Regions from separate parts of the Sus scrofa genome. Here region 2 is linked to region 1. The links are chromatin contacts, called in public Hi-C maps. All regions are on one chromosome and are shown on one strand. The core of a region is the stretch at or near the end of the contact, and the rest is flanking DNA. Distances in the headings are between cores, read along the strand shown. Region 1 overlaps FGGY (FGGY carbohydrate kinase domain-containing protein). Region 2 overlaps FGGY (FGGY carbohydrate kinase domain-containing protein).

Evidence for each region. Hi-C and Micro-C count contacts between places; a contact is called where the count stands out from the background.
Region 2: a contact with region 1 is called in a Hi-C map of liver, with 7 times the contacts expected there. The contact joins two enhancer-like sites. A contact is called at or near these places in 4 of 47 Hi-C or Micro-C datasets (epiblast stem cells, heart right ventricle and liver) and 1 of 2 datasets of contacts at active chromatin or transcription factors (alveolar macrophages).

The regions. Positions count from the first base shown.
Region 1 is chr6:152,968,254-152,973,301 of Sscrofa11.1, forward strand. The region is part of intron 7 of FGGY (FGGY carbohydrate kinase domain-containing protein); the gene reads right to left. Among named protein-coding and RNA genes, the nearest start is that of FGGY, 240 kb to the right of the region's middle. Within about 2 kb of position 2,383, at least 16 of the 83 cell types and tissues checked have an H3K27ac peak or open chromatin away from gene starts, as enhancers often do. A contact at or near this core is called in liver, where this site is marked.
Region 2 is chr6:153,194,338-153,199,385 of Sscrofa11.1, forward strand. It overlaps FGGY (FGGY carbohydrate kinase domain-containing protein), which reads right to left. Exons shown (of 16, transcript XM_021097811.1): 2 at 3,262-3,419. Among named protein-coding and RNA genes, the nearest start is that of FGGY, 16 kb to the right of the region's middle. Within about 2 kb of position 2,269, at least 8 of the 83 cell types and tissues checked have an H3K27ac peak or open chromatin away from gene starts, as enhancers often do. A contact at or near this core is called in liver, where this site is marked.

The DNA.
Region 1 (5,048 bases), core at 1,133-3,632:
TGCCACCATTCCTATCCCCCACATTCCACCCCCTTCACAGAGCCCGAAAGGTAATAGGGAAGGTTTTTGTGTAAATGAGATGCAAACAGATTTTGCACTATTTAGGGCATAATGGTCAAGAATGAAGGCTCTAGAATTAGATTGCCTGACTTCAAGTCTGCAGGTTGGTCCAGCCACTTAACAGCCATTTAACCTTCCTGTGCCTCAGTTCCTTGGTCTAGGAAATTGGAACGATGAGAGAATGGAGTTCTTAGGGCTCTTGCGAAGATGAGGCAAGGAGAACAGTACCTGGAACGTGGTTTACTCAACACAGTTTTGCCACTGTTGTTACTACTGACCACTCTCAGTCTTTGTTGTTAATAGCAGGGCTTGGCATGATGGTACAGGCATTCCCTCTTAGCATGATGTCTGCTTTGCCAGAGGTATTTGGGCTTGCTTAGATTGACTGTAACATTTGTTTTCTGCCCTTGAGTATACAACTGATGACAGAATAATGGGGGGGGGGGTCGGGGGAATAAAGAAAATGAAGTACCAAGTAGCAGGAATGATCCAGGCTAACATTTTAAACATTGTTAATAAAAAACCAAAAGCTGTTTATATCCCTAAAAACCACTATAACATGTCACACCATTCATTCTGCAATTCAACTCGGTGATGGCAAATGCCATACACCTGGCCATGACTTGCACCAGTCAGATGCCAAAATTGGGAGACCCAGAGACCAAAGAATAGGCCCTCAGATAACTGGGTCTCACTTCTCTGTTCCTCTCTTCTGCCCAGAAAGATCAACTCTTGAAGGCAGACTCATATGTAATAGCATGGAAATCTGAGACTCAGAACACTAACAAAATCCATAGTAAAGACAAAGCAAAAACCTGATTTAAGAAATTCCTTTCTTCCTAACCTCCACACAGCCTCTAGATTACTTGGAAGTTCTTATCTATGAGCTCAGGAAAGACAATTTTTCACTTGCAGGCATTAGACATGGTAAAGGGTCAGGTTGAAATCCAATCCAAATGGACAAGTTAACTCCCCAAAAGTACTTATTTTCTAAAACTAAAAAAATTTAAGAGATCTGATCCAAGTACCACAAAATGCACAAAATGTATCTCGTGGAATAAATCCTTAAATGGCTCTAAAACTATGACTCTAAATCACAGTTACCTTCTGATATTTTATAAATCAACTGATTCATTCAGCAGCTATTTATTGGTCCTCAGTTATAAGTAAGGTGCTGTGTGAGAAGCTAGAAACCCAAAGATGAAAGCTGTCCCCTTTTATTCTATAAGATCCTCATCCAGAAGGGATGGAAAGATACACAGGCAGACACTTACAAGACAGTAGGGAGCAGCCAGTGACTCACATATGAAGATGTTTAATGAAAGTATGGAGACAGGACCCTGGGTTTAGTTGGATGGTCAGGTCAGAAAGGGCCTCCTGAAGGAGGTGAGGCAGGAGGGACCTCAGTCAGCAGGGGGAGGGACAGGAAACGAATGGCACTTCAGGCAGACTTGGAGATAAAAGAGACAGCTAAACAAAGGCCCAGGAGAGAGAGTCAGCTGATGCGAGCTGCTGGGCAACACAGTCTGCAGGAGATGGAAGCTTGTATTCCCGAGAACAGGGCTGGACAAAGGTCAGGGTCTGACACTGGACCATCTCTGTTGGAGACCCAAGTCCTCCACAGGTGTTGTGTGTGACCTTCCATAAGCTACCTCACCTCTCTGCACCTCAGTGTGCTCAGGTGTGAGTCGGGAGTAATAGCATCTACTTTAAAGGTCATTATTCCTGGTTTTAGCACTGTGTGCCCAGTGTCCCAGAAAGGACACCCCCAAGTCCTGAGCAAACTGTACTGGATGGTCACCTTATTGCAGCCTTATACCTGGGATACTAGAACTGCTAAATAAATATCAGTGACAGCTTCTCTTGGCAGATAACAAGGCTAGGTTTCCTTCAGCAACCTTTTCTTGCCCCTAGACAAATGGTCTCATTTATAGAATTATCTGAAGACCCCTAGAAGGTGGGAAAGGAACTAGCTGCCCTGACAATCTCCTTGAAGACACAGAGCAAACCAGTGAGATGCTTCAAGAAAAAGCAGGAAGGAGATGGGACTTGCTCAGATAGACTCTTTAGGACACCTGAATGTGGGGAAGAGGCCTGAAGTTTTTGGAGGAAAAGATCTTAGTTGCTTCCCCAGTTCTCCCTCTTCCCAGACTCTGATGCCAAGCTCAGAGCCTCCTCCCTTGGTGTGAGTTTCGGTTCCATGAAAAATTTCCAGAGGTTTTGTGGGGTTAGTTGAACATTGACAGATTCTTCAAAGCCTGGGATTTATTCCCAGAGCCCAAACCAGCCAAGTTTCTATGGGGCTAGGATTTCCCCTGGGAAGGGTCACAGGGCTCCACCACACCTACACGGATTGATTGGACTCTGCCCTGAGCTTCAGACAACAAAGACACAAAAAAGAAAAATAGATTCTGAAGCTGGATCCTACATCCCTGGCCCCCATTCTTGAAAGAGCAGGGGTGGGAGTGTAAGGCGACCCATCACCGGATAAGAGTCAGGCCACAGAGTCAGAGAATTAACTGCTATGCAGAGCAGCTGGAGAGAGGAAAAAAAAAACAAAACAAAATAAAAACAAAAACCTGAGCAGGATAAAGGGCCCAGGGTTTTAACACAATCAATGACATGTGGCTCAAATAGTTTCTAAGAGAACAAAGGCTTAGGTAAATAAATAGTGTGGAAGACAAGGGCAAAAATGAATTATAGAAAATCCCACAAGGAATATACTTGCATTTTTCAAAAACTGCAGTTCAAAAGCCATCTCTGCTTCAGCAGAAATCAAGAGTCAGCCCTCCCCTTCCACCTCTGCAGCTGCTCCTGACACCCACCTTCTCAGGACAGCAGCCCCAGGCCCTGTTCTCCTTTCTCTGTGCCTGCACGGCCACTGGGGAAAGGGCGGTGGCCGGAAGAGGGCACCCATTTCAGAGAGACATTTCTAGCCGCTGCATGACCTCGGGCAAAGGCGCGGAGCTCCTTGCGCCTCTAATATCTCCTCTGTAAAAAGGAAGTGATGATTTCAGAGCAAAGTGTAAAAACACAATCTCGCTTTGAAAGAAGAGTGTTGGCACATGTTGGGCCCTGAATAATATTCTCTCTCTCCACCGTTCAGTAGGATTCAGTGCCATAAACCTTGAGTGAGCACCACTCTCCATGAGGCATGTGCTCAGCACTGCAGAGGAAATAATACCTGGAAAAACATAATCACTGTCTTCAAGGAGCTGACAGTCTTCTAGGAGCCAAGGATGCTGGTACCCAGCAGCCTGACCGCGGCTGTCAAAAGGAACACAGCAAGCAGACTTCCCCTGTGCAAGTCCAAACAGGCTCCCCAAATGAGGCCCTCTTTGATGTAATGGTCAGAGGTCTCCACCTGGACTGCAGCCACTCACTCCGGGGCCTGTTGCAGCAACTCTCCACCTTAGGTCTTCTCTGTAGCACCATCATCATGACACTTGATACCCGTGTAGAATGTGCTTGTGCCAGGTGTTTTTATTTTAGTGCTTCACATAAATTTATGTATTGTATTGAATCCTCACAACTACTGGTATGAGGCCCATCTTGGAGATGAAAACCTGAGACTCAGCAGGTTAAGTAACTGACCCGTGATCACACGGAGAGCAGGTGATGGTGTGGATTAGGAATTCAGGCAGTCTCGCTTCAGAAATCATGCTTTTCCTCAACCATGAGGCTGCAAGAATGGTGTTGTGGGTATTCTTAGGCTAATTTTTTTTTTTTTTTTTTTTTTTTTTGGTGCACACAGTTACTCAGTTTTGTTGGATAAATTCTGTACATGCATACAACTTTTCATTCTGCCTTTGCTCTCTCTCCTTCTAAAGTCTGCATGTCATTTTTTAAGGCTGAGTAATATACCACCGTGTGTATATAAACTATATTTCAATAAAGACTGTGATATATATATATACCCACACCCACACACACCCACATCTTCTCTATCCATTCATCTGTTGATGGACATTTAGGTTGTTTGCACATTTTGGCTGCTGTAAATACTGCTACTGTGAACACTGGGGTGCAGGTATCTTTTCAAATATTACTCAGCTGTAAAAAAGAATGAAATCATGCTATTTGCAGCAACATGGAAAGACTTAGAGATTATCAGACTGAGTAAAGTAAGGCAAATAGAAAGACAAATATTCTATGATATCAATTATGTATGGAATCTGAAAAAAAAGGATGCAAATGAACTTATTTACAAAACAGAAATAAACTCACAGACAGAAGACAAACTTACGGTTATCAAAGGCATGGGGGGAGGGGTAAATTAGGAGATTGGGATTAACATATACACACAATTATAAATAAAATAGAGAACTAACAAGGACCTACTGTATAGCACAGGGAACTCTACTCAATACCTTATAATAACCTATAATGGAGAAGAATGTTAAAAAAGAATATGTATATTTATATATACATATGTAGCTGAATCACTTCAGTATACTGAAACTAACACAGCATTGTAAATCAACATATTTCAATAAAAAACTTTAAAAAAGGTGAATAACTGGAAAAAAAATTCTGTATTTCAAAGGAAAGAATTCTGCTTTTTCTCCCCGCTTTTTACTGCTGCATCTACAGCATATGGCATTCCTGGGTCAGGGTTCAAATCAGAGCTGCAGCTGCTAGCCTACACCACAGCCATGGCAAGGCCTGATCCAAGCTGTATCTGCTACCTACACCGCAGATTGCAACAACTGCCAGATCCTTAATCCACTGAGTGAGGCCAGGGAATTGAACCCTCATCCTCACAGACACTGTGTCAGGTTCTTAACCACAGAGCCACAATGGGAACTCTTGCTTACATCTACCTCCAGTGGCTTGACAACATCTGAGGAGAAGAGGGCTAGCACAGACTTTGCAACCTGGTGCTCAAGTACAGCCATTCTCTCTCCATCGACTTGAGCTTAATAGCCTCATCTTTCAGGGATTTCTTACAGATATCACAGGCTTTGGCCAAACTGAAATTCTTAGTA
Region 2 (5,048 bases), core at 1,019-3,518, 230 kb after region 1:
CTGATTTTTTGGTTTTGTCTCTGTGTCTGTCTCCCTTACTGGTCTGAACTTGGAAAAAAAAAAAAAAAAGGAACTGGCCAATTTCTGTATCCCCAGCTCCTACGGTGTCTGGTACATAATTGGTTTTCAATAGATTTTTGCTGAATGAACACCTAAATCAGTGACTTAACAGAAAACAAGGATGAACAGGTTCATGCTTTAACAGTTTGAATTCCTAAGTTTGTACTTATCTGCACTAGTGTTTCGCCTTGTTTCTAATTTCTGCACGCTTTACTCATCCAATTAACAAATATTTATTGGATGCTAACAATCACATTTTATTAATTCTAAGACACTCATTTTTTTCACTTAGCTTCTCTGAAATCAGTGAACCTTACAATCAATGGCATCTTACAATTAATTGGTAGCAGGTTTTCGTTGTAATATCGGAAATAATGAGGCCTTTTGCAATTAATGATGGATATTTGAAGAAATGTAGGACCAGTCACCCAGCTAAGAGCTGAGGATACAGTAAAGGACAAAACAGGACAGTGGCTTACATCTTCCTCGGTTTCTTTGCCTGCAGAGAGGCTAGCTGCTCTACTCCCCTACTGACCACACACAGGCTCTTGCTGTACTAGGATGCCCTCTCTTAGCTCCCCACAGTCTCCCTGGGAAGAGCCCAGGGTGCTGCCCCTCAACACTGATCCTGGCAAGCCAACATCTCTCATTCCTGGCTACAACTTTCCAAGATTATTCTAGACACTGCAAGGAGAACCGGGTGGCGGTGGGGGGGACATAGGGAATGAAGACTCTATACAAACATTCTGGCCCACACAGACCTGGCTGGCCATCATCCAGGCTTCTCTGGCCAGCTTCAGTGACAAGAGAGTCCCCCTGGGGGCTGACCCAGCCCCTCAGGCCTGGCTCCTTCAGTGTTGACTCTCTCGTGCCACCCACCACCCAGCCCACCTGATTTATTCCCAGTCAAACCCAAAGAGGCAGATTTCTACTCTGCAGCTGACCCAGGGCTTACTCCAGCTCTGGGTTGTGGACCCATCACTTGGCTAAACAGGAAAGAACCCACTCTTCAGAAGAACCCCACCCCCTCCCTGGATAGAAAGTAGAGCTTTGCCAGTAGACAGTTAACTCCACTGCTGCTGGACCACAGATGAATCCCTGGTGCCAGCACAGTTTCTGGCACAGAGCACGAACTCACCAAGTCTCTGGGACTCAGCGGATACCTTTATAACCTACCTTTAGGTAAATAATAAAAGGTACAAATTTGCTGTGTATCCAATGCTCCACTAACCACCTTGCTTACATTTCTAATCCACTTTTTATCCTGATACCAACCCTGGATGATAATTACCGTTACATCCCCATCTTACTGATGCAGAAAATGAGTTCTAGACGGGTAAAGCAACTCGCTCTAATGTCGTACAACTAGCGAGTCACAGAGGTGACAGCAATCTCATTCCCTCTGGTCCAGCATCCCTACCTGTCCTTAGAACGCTCTACTGCCTGTTACCCTCCATTTTATTAAACGCCTATTTGCCAAGGGCTCTGCTAGGTGTCCCTGCCTACTTTGGCTACAACTGGCTAACTCAGGACACCTGCCACCTGTAGAGACTGACCCACTCCTACCTAGGCTCCTACCTACTTCTCTCTGGCCCCCTACCCATTTCTAGACCATACGACCAAGACATCCATTGGGAAGAGAATCAGACCCAGGGGATCAGGGTGTTACATTCGCCCTGCACCGTTCACACACAGCTCCCAGTTCATGTTTCTGTAAGAAACAGATCCTAATTAAATAGTTCAGGTTCACCGTGTTTCCCATTACTATCGTTTTCAGCGATCGCTTTATGATTGTTTCCACACCTGGGCTCTGAAAGCAGGGAAGCAGAGAAGTTCAAACCCTCGGGCAGCTACCCTGAAACTTGACCCCGTGAGTTATAAAAACTCTGCCAGAGGATTTTCTGCAACTCAGATTCTTTGTCGATCCCTCTGTGCCCTTTGTTCCTGGGTCATGAGTCCTCGCTGCTGTGTCCTAGATGCCAAACTGTGTTCCAGTTCCTCTTGGCCTCAAAAAATAAAGTAACTGCAAAATGGAAAACATTATTCCTTTTTCTGTTTTTTTTTTAAAAAAAAGGATTAGGATCCTTGTGCATGTCTGGCGCTTTCATACATTTGTTCATCTCTTCTGACTGAAATTCAATCAAGCTGATAAACCTATCAGCATTTTATACCTCAGACGGATGGGGGAATTTACCCCAAGTGACACAAAGAGTAAACAAGAGCAGCACCTGGACTTGAACCCTGGCCTCTTAAGGCACGTTTAGGGCTCTTTCCACACACCAGCTTAAAAATGAAAACAGAATCCTTCAACCACTTCTTCAACAACAACAACAAAAGCAGCAACAATAGCATTTATTAAGCTATGCTCTGCCAGTCACCCACCTGATTCTGTAATTTTCACTTCGTCCTCGTGACAACCCTGTGAGGTAGGCACTATGAGCCCATTTTCCAGGTAAGGGGATTGAGGTTCTCCGCAATAAAGCTATTTAAGGCCACAGAGCACAAAATCAGAGAAGCTGGGGCTCCAGGCTAGGACAGTGGGGCTCCGGAGCCTGATTTATGAGTGGTGATGGTCAGAAGGTTGGTCCCAGCTCATTCATTTCAGGCGGAGATCAATTCTCTAAAAGGAAAAACAACTGATGGGGATCTGGGGAGGCAGGTCAGACCGAGAAAGAAGGACATGGACTGGGGAGGCCAAGAGAAAGAAAAGCTACAGAGAGAAATTCAAGCGGCCTGCACACATGTCCAGAGCCTTACCTAACTTCTCAGTCGACTGAAGGCTCCGAAGGGCAGGAACGGCCTCCCGGCCAAGTCCCCAGCACGGACTGGACTGGTTTTTAGCCCCTGTTCATGATCAAAAGACTGCTCTTGTGATAAATATTTACGTGGTTCATTAAATGATAGCCTGTCCAAATATTATTAGAAATGTGCCACAGGAAACCACAGGCTTCACGGCTGAGTCTTCAACAAATGTGCAAGCTGATCAGAGGAAGCGTGAGAAAAGGGAAGAGGGTCCCAGAGAGGCAGGTCTCTGCAAAACTATTCACGGGATCCTAAGGAGAGATCCTGCTGCAGAGACGGCGCTGAAAACCAATCTCCAGGGGCTGTTCTGCTATATTCTCCTCCTCTTTTCCTCGAAATGACCAAATAGCAATAACATTGTTTCCTAAGCCTATAACCCTCCCGAGTGAATGAGCTTACCTGCAGTCCTATTTCCGAAAGAGCCACTCCTCCAGGACTGTCGGGACAGCGTCTCGGGGATCTGGGAGGAAGCTCAATATCCTCTCTCTGCTTTGATCTCTGGCTTTGGCTGGGAACCCAGGTACACGCGTCCCACACAATTCATTTACTTAGTTATACTGCAGTCAGGGGGTTGGGAAGTTTGGGAAGAAAAAGATAAAAGCAATGAGTATGCTGGTCCACTTCAGTCTCCTTAACAACAAGAATTAAATACCACTTTAAACAACTCCCACATGTTGTAAGATGGAAAGAAAGTTTGGGAAGGGAAGGAAGGAGATAATCTGGCAATAACCTGGTTCTCCATTGGCTTTTCCAAAAAATACACATTGGAGGAAAAGTACAGGTACTTGACAGGTACTTCTCTTAAAGTTAAAGGCTGTCTCCTGAGGCTGCAGTCTCATAGTATTTGAACAATTAACCAAGATTACATAGCCAGAGTTGCCTGATGTATGGTAATGCTCGGTACACGGCAGCAATTATTAGGATTATTAATATGTGCCAACCCTCCCTTCCAATACCAAATCACCTGGGGACATCCTCAATTATTTAATAGGGTGCATTGTCTATACCTAGGTATTCTCACCATACCTAACAGCTCAAATTCCAGGAAACAAAGCAAATGGTAAATGTTTTCTCTGTGCCAAGATGCTAGGAATCAGAAGTTGAAAAATGCATAATTTCTGACTTTAAAGAGTTGACAATTTAACGTAAGAGTCTGAAATACATAATTTGATTTTAGAGGGCTCACAATTTAATGTAAGCAAAACCAAGTGGTGATCCTTCCAGTGATGCCATGTTTACGTACTTCAAGCTCAACCTCACGCTCATGGTGACATTGCATATGGCAGTAAAGCGGTCCCACCAGAATCCTAGCCATACTCTCAGGGCCAAGCATCTTATTCCAACTCCACCTTACTCCACTGAATACAGAGATGATAGCTGGTAAAAAAAAAAGGGGGGGGGCAGTAAGAGTTTATTATCCAACTACTGGACCAGAAACTGGTATTTTTTTCAGGATGTTTAAGATCTTTGTGCTTTGGACTGAGCCCATCTTTGTGCTTTGGACTGAGCCCATCTTTTGTGTGTCTTTTTTTGTCTTTTTAGGGCTGCACCCTCAGCATATGGAGGTTCCCAGGCTAGGGGTCTAATCAGAGCTGTAGCTGCCAGCCTACACCACAGCCACAGCAACACCAGATCTGAGCCGCGTCTGTGACCTACACAGCTCACGGCAATGCCAGATCCTTAACCCACTGAGTGAGGCCAGGGATTGAAGCGGCAACCTCATGGTTCCTGGTCGGATTCGTTTCTGCTATGCCACGATGGGAACTCCTGAACTGAGCCCATCTTTAAAGACAAATATGAGATGATTGGAGGAGAGGTATGGTTATGAAATCAGAAAGTAGAAAGGTTGTCTGTCCTTTTAAATTCAAAGTTGGAGTCCAACAAGCAGAAAAGAAAGGCAAAACTCCCCAAATCCTCATGCCAGCCTCACAATGTGGCAGCCACAAGGATCAAAACCAAGCTGGTCCTGGATGGTGGCCCAAACCCACCACTCTCCAAAAGCCAGGCAATGGCACGACAGCTGACACAAAGAAAACAAAAAACCCAACCATGTTGAGGCCAAATGCATGGTATAGATCCTAAGGAAATCATGGCTGGAAAATCTGACGCATCAAATGACATCCCCAAACTCCACAAACAAACAGCGCCTGGCAGCAGATTAAACTCTGCATCTCCCATGTCCTCTT